2 separate regions of the Sus scrofa genome follow, and region 1 is linked to region 2. A link is a contact called in public Hi-C data. All regions are on one chromosome and are shown on one strand. Each heading gives the region's core, a stretch centred on a gene start, on an enhancer-like site or on the middle of the called end of the contact. The rest is flanking DNA. Distances are from core to core; before and after follow the strand shown.

What was found. A called contact is a pair of places that touch in the nucleus more often than the background predicts.
Region 1: a Hi-C map of heart right ventricle shows a contact between it and region 2, with 4 times the contacts expected there. The contact joins the promoter of ATAD5 here to the promoter of C12H17orf75 in region 2. A contact is called at or near these places in 1 of 5 promoter capture datasets (fetal liver) and 1 of 47 Hi-C or Micro-C datasets (heart right ventricle).

Annotation. Positions count from the first base shown.
Region 1 is chr12:42,918,542-42,923,241 of Sscrofa11.1, reverse strand. ATAD5 (ATPase family AAA domain-containing protein 5) reads left to right here and starts at 2,804. Exons shown (of 23, transcript XM_021067456.1): 1 at 2,804-3,260. The coding sequence starts at 3,213.
Region 2 is chr12:42,609,058-42,614,355 of Sscrofa11.1, reverse strand. C12H17orf75 (chromosome 12 open reading frame, human C17orf75) reads right to left here and starts at 2,368. Exons shown (of 10, transcript NM_001195120.1): 1 at 2,190-2,368; 2 at 1,423-1,503. The coding sequence starts at 2,329.

The sequences.
Region 1 (4,700 bases), core at 1,555-4,054, 310 kb before region 2:
TCTGCACCTTTGGCATATGGACGTTCCCAGACTAGGGGTCCGATTGGAGGTATATTTGCTGGCCTATGCTGCAGCCACAGCAACAGCACCTCGGGATCCAAGCCTAGTCTCTGACCTACACCACAGCTCATGGCAATGCCAGATCCCAGACCCACTGAGTGAAGCCAGGGATCGAACCTGCATCCTCATGGATTCGAGTCAGATTCCTTTCTGCTGCGCCACCACGGGAACTCCCTGTACTCTTTTTCCATCTGGCTTCTTTTACTCAGCAGAGGGATTCTGAGGTGCATCCATGTCATTTTGTGTAGTAATACATCATTTTTACTGCTGAGTAGCAGTATTCTACGGTATGGATATATCACAATGTGTTTATTAATTTATCCCTTGATGGGTTGTTCTTAGTTTTTTACTATTACAAATAAAGCTGCTATGAACATTTGTGTCCGAGTCTTTTTTGTTTTTTGTTTTTTTTTAGGGCTGCACCCTTGGCATATGGATGTTTCCAGGCTAGGGGCTGAATTGGATCTGTAGCCATAGGCCTATACCACAGCCACAGGAACCCCAGATCTGAGTTGCATCTGAGACCTACGCCACAGCTTGCAGCGACGCTTGGTCCTTCAACCCACTGAGGGAGGCCAGGAATACTAATCAGGTTCTTAACCTGCTGAGCCACAATGGGAACTCCCCTAACACATTTTGCTTTATTTATCACAGCATGAAGTGGCTTGATATGGGATGTCAGCTCCCAGACCAAGGATGGAACCCAGGTCGCAGGGGTGAAAGCGCCAAACCCTAACCACTAGACCACCAGTGACCCTAACACATTTAAATGCTGTTATTTGGAAGAATAAAAAGCACTAGAGACATACCCTATAATCCAGCAATTACATGTGTTCAAGGAGACAAGAATTTTCATTGACTCATGGATAACAGAAAATAGAACTTCAATTGTCCTTACTAAGGAAATGGATCTATAAAATGTGCATAGTTGATCCTGCTGAATAGGGAACTATGTCTGGTCATTTATGGAGCATGATAATGTGAGAAAAAAGAATGTATGCTTGTATGTGTAACTGGGTCACCTTGCTGTACAGTAGAAAATTGACGGAACACTGTAAACCAGCTATAATGGAAAAAATAAAAATCATTATAAAATAAAACGTGCATCATTGGGTCAAATGCTCAGGTATGAAAGGGAATGAATCAGGCCTGAATGTATCATGGATTGACAGCTTTGGAAAACTGAAGAATGAAAAAAAGTAAATTGCTAAGTGATGTTTACATTGTTACTCTTTTTTTTTCCCCCAGTAGTGTGCAGGGACTTGCTGTGGGATCTTAGTTCCCAGACCAGGGATGGAACTAGGGCCAAAGCAGTAAAAGCACCTAATCCCAACCATTAGACCATCAGGAACGCCCCTATATTGCTAACTTTCATGTAAAGGAAGACAAAATGAAAGGCTTTTCTATGGATACATATACGTTCGTAAAAGTATTAATAAAGGCTGCAGTGGTATCCACGGAATAGGTGATATTGGCTACCTTTAGAGTGAAGAGACTGAGTTTTGGGGTGGAAATCAAGGACACTTTCAGATTTTTTTCTGTAATTTTCTAATTGATTTTTCCTCCTTTTCCTCCTCCCTGCTCTTGCTCCTCCTTTTTCTCATTCTCCTCTCCCTCCTCCTTGAGTGGTTGGTGTTCCCATACCCAGTGGGTTATTAAAAAAACAAACCATAACAACAAAAGAGTTTATATTTAGTGCAATCTCCCTAAAAACCACATCCAAGGCAAATAATTTTCAAAGGAAAAGTAACTACCATTTATTTCATCGGAAAAATTTGTACCCTTCATGTTGTCCAGACATAAACCATACACACAGACAATAATGTGAACAGTTAAAATCAGTTTGCATAACCCGACCTAACAAGGTGGCTTCCCGTTAATATTTGATAGGTACATTTACCTGTTTTGTTTCAGCCCTTACATATCCTGCAGATAAAACTATGGACTCAAAGAAAATAAACATACTCTTGTATATTGCAAGTTTAATGTAAAAAAGCAAAGTAAGGCAAATTCATGAAAACAATGAAAATGACGTATGAGATTATCATCACTACAAACTAGCAAACTACAGGTACCCTGCGACAGCTGGAACACACGCCAGCCAGCTGAGGCCATGAACTTGGGCTCCTGGCTTCTTGCTAGGACGAAATCCATGGGAAAAAATGCCTCCTGAGCTCAATTAGGGGTAAAGGTCAATTCTCGGACCCCTAGTAGGTAGCGAGGTAGGTCGCTTGCCAAAGTAACATTTTAAGTCGTGTGGAAGGAGTGTAATCAACAGCTATTCCCTTTCCTGTATTTTTCGAATTTACACTTAAATGGGACTAGTCTAGGTCGTCAAAAGTCTAGGGTTTTAATTCTGCCACCAACGGACTTTAGTCAAATCACATTCTCATCCGTGAAACTGGGGTGAGGAGTTTGAATCTCCAAAATCTCCGTTACTTTTACTTGTTTTTCAGCCGAACAGGTGGAATATGGACGTTTCGGGGCCAGGGATGGAATCCCAGCCGCAGCTGAGACGTACCCCACATACTCTGTATTTTGCAGCTACGGCCAGGCGAGATCCTTAGCCTATTGCGCCCGACAGGGGGATCGAACCGCTACTCATCAGCGACCAGAGCGGTTGCGGAAAACAACGATCCCAGCTACGTTTAGAGCCAAATGAATAATCCCGCCTCCGGCAGTTTCGCCTAAGAACCATTTTGGCCTTCTCGGCTCACCGTCCGCGCAGCCTCCGGAAGCGATCTAAGCTCCGCCCCCTGCGCTCCGGACGGCGCGAAAACCCAATTGACAAGAATTCCCTGGGAAGCCCGCGGGTTGGGTCTACGTTTGGCCTGGTTTTCCCTCCGAGGTCCTGGGCCCGACGTCGGAATTGGAGTGTCCTCGTTGGAGGTACCCCCCACCGACCGCGCTACAGGGTCCTCTTCGCGCTTTCTCACCACCTCTTCCCGCGTTCGAGTCAGCTGAGCTCTCGGCCCAGCCTTTGCGACCACCCGGGCGGTGGACGCGGGGGGTTCCAGGCAGACCCCGCGGCCCAGCTTCTTGCTCCCGTTGGAGCAGGCTGCCTCCATGGCCTCCAGACAGGTCGGACCGGGCTGCGTAAGGTCCTAGGAGCTGGGATTCCGGGAAGCAGGGAGCATGGTGGGGTCCTGGCCATGGCGGCTGCAGCTGCCACCCCTCCGGTGAGGGATTACGAGATTGAGGTGAGCTTGAGTATCTCTATTTGTTGGAGGTGGGTGAAAGAGGGTTCTGATCTAGGATCTATGAGGGGAAAGAAGGGACCTGGTGAGGCCCCTTTGTTGTGTCTTTGGGTGGAACAGTCGCTGGAGTGTGTCCTAAAGCCGCGGTAGGTACCCATAAACATTAGGATTGAGGATGTTGAGGGGCCTAGTTAAGGACCAGTTTATAGATCCTGAAATGTTCCTGAAACTTGATAATTTGGACTAGTGAAATGTCATGGAGTCTTCCAGGGTCAAGTCTGGATAAGGAATCACAGAACTTTAGCGTGGAAAAGAATCTTTTTGTCCACCCACCTGTGCTAGGAATAGCACTTGGTGTGTCACTACAGGAATCAAACAAGGTACATAATTTAAAAATCACTTTCTCATTGCTCTAGAACTTAAGATACTGCAGGAAGAAGTCTCAGCTTGGTATGCTGTTTATTCTTATGTGTTCTAGTTTCAGTGAAATGCACTAAAGAGATTCTAATGTCATAAAGTAGTGGAGTATCATCAAGTAGACAATTTTGCTATATTTTCACACCTTTTCATCCCAAGCTAGCCTTGTAACTGACATATGCATACTGGTGTCATTGAAGTGAGCCAAGACATAGGTTCACTCACTGAACTGGGACTGTTTCTTACTTTTTAGTATTGAGTACTTTTGGGAGTTCCTGTTGTGGCTCAGTGGTAATGAACCTGTCTAGTGTCCATGGGGTTGCAGGTTCAATTCCTGGCCTTGCTCAGTGGGTTAAGGATCTGGCATGGCTGTGGCTGTGGTGTAGGCTGGCAGCTGCAGCTCCAGTTTGACCTCTGGCCCGGGAACTTTCATTTGCTGTAGGTGCGGCCCTAAAAAGCAAAAATAAATAAATAGAATTGAGTACTTTTTGCCTTCTTGTTAATATTTGTTATGCAGATGCTTGTTTGCTGGATCAAGGCAGTTGCTGGGTTTGTCTTGGGTGTGAAGAATTTTTGATAACTTGAATTACGCAATTCTTGCTTTTTGTTTGGTCAGTTTCTGAATCTTTTTGTTACAATTTCTTCTTTTGGTGCCCTGCTTAGAGTACTATTTCAGGGCACCAAATATTGTTTAGTATTGTGACAGTAAAGGCCTTATACACATTATTTTACCTAATAGCAATCCTGTGTTGAGGTGTTATTATCTGTATTCTAAAGATGAGAGAAAGTTAAGAATTAAAAGTTGAATTAAGGTAGAAAAATAAATTAGAAAATTAAAAGTAATTTGCTTAGGGTCCCATGCTGGTAGCTTTCAGAGCCAGCACTCAAACTTAGATCTGCTTGACTCCAGAGCCTCTGGTACCATCTCAGGATAATAATAATACTAACAACTCATTAGCATTTCTTCTAATACATTTACCATTTCATTTTAAGATGTAAAGTTTTAATCTGTCTCTCTTTTGCCTC
Region 2 (5,298 bases), core at 1,119-3,618:
TTTTGACAATTAGCAGCTTATGGCCAATCTTACCTTATTGCAACACCTGGAAAATTCCTTAAATCATCCATCATCCAGTCAGGGAATACCCTACTTTGCACAAAGTGTTGAGGTTCATTCATTCATTTGATAAATATACATTAAATGTCTACCCTGTGCCAGGCACCACTCAAGGTACAAGGTAGGGAGACATCAATGAACAAAGATAGCAATCCTGCTGACTTGGAGTTTACATTTTAGGGCAATAGTGGAGCTATGAAAGGGTATTCAACAGGTGAAAAGGGAGAATTTAAAGTTTTCTTCTTTTTTCTTTTTCTTTTTTTTTTTTTTTTTTTTTTTTTTTTGTCTTTTTACGGTTGCACCCCCAGCATATGGAAGTTCCCAGGCTAGGAGTCGAATTGGAGCTACATCTGCCCTGCCCACCTACACCACAGCCACAGCAACACAGTATCTGAAGCAAGTCTCTGCACCTACACCACAGTTCACCACAATGCTGGATCCTTAACCCACTGAGCAAGACCAGGGATGGAAGCCTGTGGATACTAGTCCAGCTGTTACCACTGAGCCATGACAGAAACTCCTAAAGTTTCTTTTTTTTTTTTTTTTTGTCTTTTGCCATTTCTTGGGCCGCTCCCGCGGCAATGGAGGTTCCCAGACTAGGGGTCCAATCGGAACTGTAGCCGCTGACCTACACCACAGACACAGCAATGCGGGATCTGAGCCATGTCTTCAACCTACACCACAACCCACTGAGCAAGGCCAGGGATCGAACCTGCAACCTCACGGTTCCTATTTGGATTCGTTAACCACTTAGCCATGACAGGAACTCCTTTCTTTCTTTTTTCTTTTCTTTTTTCTAAAGTTTCTTGTTTTGTTTTGTTTTGGTCTTTTTGCTATTTCTTGGGCTGCTCCCGCAGCATATGGAGATCCCAGGCTAGGGGTGGAATTAGAGCTGTAGCCACTGGCCTACGCCAGAGCCACAGCAATGCAGGATCCGAGCTGTGTCTGCGACCTACACCACAGCTCAGGGCAACACTGGATCCTTAACCCAATGAGCAAGGCCAGGAATCGAACCTGCAACCTCATGGTTCCTAGTTGGATTCGTTAACCACTGAGCCACGATGGGAACTCCTCAAGTTTCTTGATACCCATATAATATTGAATATTTACCGGAGTTCCAATCAAGAAGTTCAGAATAACCGTCTGGCTAATCATGAGAGACACTAACAGTATTTGAATCTGCCCCAGCCTTGAATCAGTGAACTAACAAGGAAATCAAGATGAGGATCCTAGGGGATCAGTGGGCTTGATGGTTTGACTCAGGGAAAGCTGAGCAGATAGGGCACCCCCTGACATCCATAAGATAGATAGATGCCCTTAAGATAAAAGCACATACACGGGTCACCGCCAAGCTGTTTTTACCTGAAATCATCACCAGAGGGAGTTTCTGTATTTGTGCCACTCGGACTTCCATCATCACTGTCGGCTTGCTGCTGTGCCAATCTGCAAGCCACAAAAGCAATTCAGCTATCAGCTACGGGTTCTAACTCAAGGGAAGTAGGTGTGTGGTGGGGGAGGCGCTCGCAAGTAGGGTAGGGGCAAAAAGTCAACTAAAAAGCCGCAAGGTTGAAGTCCGCGAATCCTCCACTGCCTATCCTCACTGATAGAGAAAAGCCATAAAATAGCGCTGACAAGAGCCCTTTCTCTCTCCAGGCCACCTAGGGGGTGGGGGAAATTAAATTAAATATCCCGAAGAGTCAAGGAAATGTCCTCTTAACACAGAATTTACAGGGCCAAAAGAACCCCAGGAAGTCTGCTCGGCAGCAAAAACAGAGGGTCACCAGAAGGTGGAGGTGGGGACAAGGATGTGGGGGGTGGGGATGAAAGGGGGAGACAATGACAGGAAGGACATGGGATGGAAATTAACATTATTGAGCGTGCGAGGTACTGCGCTAAACAAAAGGCAGGGGCGACAGGAAGGGGCTGAGATGACAAGGACTGGGCAGAGGCACGGGAGGGCCAGCACAAAAGTCCAGGCCAGGAAGTACGGCTTGAGCCGAGAAGGGCCCTGAGGGCCAGAGACCTCGGCTGGGAGGGGAGAAGACGGCGTTTGGGAGCCGCCAGCCTGCGGGACCCGGGGGTGAGCGGCTGGGCCGGGGCGGGGCCACAGAGGCGGCCGGGCGCTGCACCTGCTTCCGCGGTAGCTGTAGAGACAGTAGTGGCTGCTGGGCGGCGGTTCCAGCCTCCGCTCCTCAGCGGAGCCACCCTCCTCGCTGCTCTCTAGCTCCTTTTCATCCCCATCCAGCGATTCCTGCAACGAGGGGAGCATCGCGGCGGCCTCAGAGCGGCCCTGTGTCCCCGCCAAATCGCTCCCCCGCTGCCGTACAGTTCTCGGTGGCCGGGCTCGGCCGGGTCCCCGCCCTTGCGCATCTGCGTTCCGCCGTTTTCCCGTGTTCTCAGGCCGGGAAGCTGGTCGGCTAGGCTGTTCTCCCTGGGGGGGCCGGCGCCGGGCGGGGTGCTGAATTACCTCTACGATAAGACCTCTGCCACTTCTCTCTTAATTCCTTTTTCTCCTCTGCGTATGGTTTCAGACGTCTAGGAGACAGTGTGTGATGAAGGTGGTACAACTTGCTAGCCTTTTAGAGCGTGGCTGCTCCTCCTTCTCCTTCCCAACGCGGGAACACAAAGCACTACACCAGTTTGACCAAAGATTTAAGAATTTGAATTCTAAACCCTCCCCAAAAGGTGAAAATATGGGAGACTTAAAAAACAAAAAAACAAAAAAACCATTGAAGAAGGCTTTTCTAAACAGAACGAAACACTTAGAAGACCTATAGAAAAAGAGTAATAGGAGCTCCTGTTGTGGCGGAGTGGTTAACGAAGCCGACTAGGAACCATGAGGTTTCGAGTTCAATCCCTGGCCTTGGCTCAGTGGGTTAAGGATCTGGCGTTGCCGTGACCTGTGGTGTAGGTTGCAGACGCGGCTCGGATCTGGCATTGCTGTGCTCTGGTGCAGGCCGTCAGAAACAGCTCCTATTCGACCCTAGTCTGGGAACCTCCATATGCTGTGGGAGCAGCCCAAGAAATGGCAAAAAGACAAGAAAAAAAAAAAAGAAAAAAGAGTAATAGATCTGACTAGTAAAACCTAAAATCTTCTGTGTGGCCCAAAGTCAAAACAAACTGGGGAAAATATTTGCAATATATATAGTAAGTGAAGGGCTATCATTTGTCAATAAATAAAACAGACAATGGGAAGTTCATAGAAGAAATTAAAATGAAGAATACATAAATTTCATATTAAACTTACTGTACTACTTTCACTAGCAGATTATCAGAAATTTAAAAATTTGGGAGTTCTGGTCATGGCTCAGCAGTAATGAACCTGACTAGGATCCATGAGGATGCAGGCTCGATCCCCGGCCTTGCTTAGTGGATTAAGGATCCAGCTTTGCTAGTGAGCTGAATAGGGCTCTGTTCCAGCGGTGCTGTGGCTGTGGTGTAGACCAGCAGCTGCAGCTCCAATTTGACTTCTAGCCTGGGAATTCCCATATGCCACAAGTGCGGCCCTAAAATAAAAAAAAAAAAAAAGAGCCTGGGAATTCCCATATGCCACAAGTGCGGCCCTAAAATAAAAAAAAAAAAAAAAAAAAGAGTTTGACAACACTCTGTGTTGGGGTGTGTAAGGAAGCTGTCATTCTCTCTCTCTCTTCTTTTTTTTCCTTTTTTTTTAGGGCCCCATCTGCAGCATATGGAGGTTCCCAGACGAAGGATGGAATCAGAGCTACAGCTGCCAGGCTACACCACAGCCACAGCAATGCTGCATCCAAGCCTCGTCTGCAACCTACACCACAGCTCATGGCAATGCTGGATCCTTACCCACTGAGCAAGGCCAGGGATCAAACTGGCATCCTAATGGATCCTAGTTGGGTTCATTAACCACTGAGCCACAAAGGGAACTCCAAGCTGTCATTCTCAAAAACAGTTCATAGGAATAAAATTAATGCTCATGCTTTAGAAAGGAATTAGAAAATATCTATCAATATTTTAAATGAATATGCCTTTTGATTGTGCAATACCAGGACATCATCAAATAGATACACTCACATAAGTGCAAAAATACATGTGTCCAAAGATATTCGTTGCAGCATGGTTTGTAATGATGAAAAATTAAATACAATCTGAATGTTGGTCAATAGAGGACTGATGAAATAAATAATGATACAGGCAGTGGCAGGCAGAATAATGACCCCCTCCAAACTTTTCCACATCCTAATCTTTGAAACCTGCAAATGTTAACTCCTCACATAGCAGAAGGAACTTTCCAGGTGCGGTTATATGAAGAATCTTGAAATGAGAAGATTATCGTGGATTATCCAAGTGGGTCCAATGTAACCACATGTCTTTATAAGGGGGGCAGGGAGTTCCCACTGTGGCACAGTGAGTTAAGGACCTAGTACTGCCACAGCTGTGGTGTAGGTCACAGCTGTGGCTCAGATTTGACCCCTGGCCCAGGAACTTCCATATGCCATGGGTGTGGCCAAAAAAAAGGTGGAGGCAAGAGATCAGAGAGAAGGCAATTATAATACTTAAAGCACAGATTGGAGTGATTTGGGACCACAAGCCAAGGAATAGGGCATCCTCTAGAAGCTAGAGAAGATGATAAACAGATTCTCCCCTACAGCCTCAGAAGGAATGCAGCCCTGCCAACCCCTTCCAGACTTCTGACTTCCAGCACTGTAATGTAAATTTATGTTGTTTTATGCCATTAAGTTTGTGGTAATTTGTTATAGCAGCAACAGGAAACTAATATACATGTGTACCTCTTAAAAAGAATAGAGTATGTGCCCATGCAGAGAGATAATCCAGTATTTAAGTTTTTGTCTCAAAGGAGCTGGCAACACAGCTGAGTAGACAAAGGCAGAATGTCGAGAAAGTAATGTGTCCTACTGTTTAGCACAGGGAGATATATTCCATGTCTTGAGATAGAGCACGATGGAAGATAATACAAGAAAGGGAATGTATGTATATATATGCCTGGGTCACTTTGCAATGCAGCAGAAATTGACACAACATTGTAAATCTACTAAATTTTAATTAAAAAAAAGTAATGTGGGGAGTTCCTGTGTGGCACAGGGGTTAACAAATCTGACTAGGAACCACGAGGTTGCAGGTTCGATCCCTGGCATTACTCAGTGGGTTAAGGATCCAGCGTTACTGTGAGCTGTGCTGTAGGTTGCAGATGCGGCTCGGATCCCCCCTTGCTGTGGCTCTTGGATAGGCTGGTGGCTACAGCTCCAA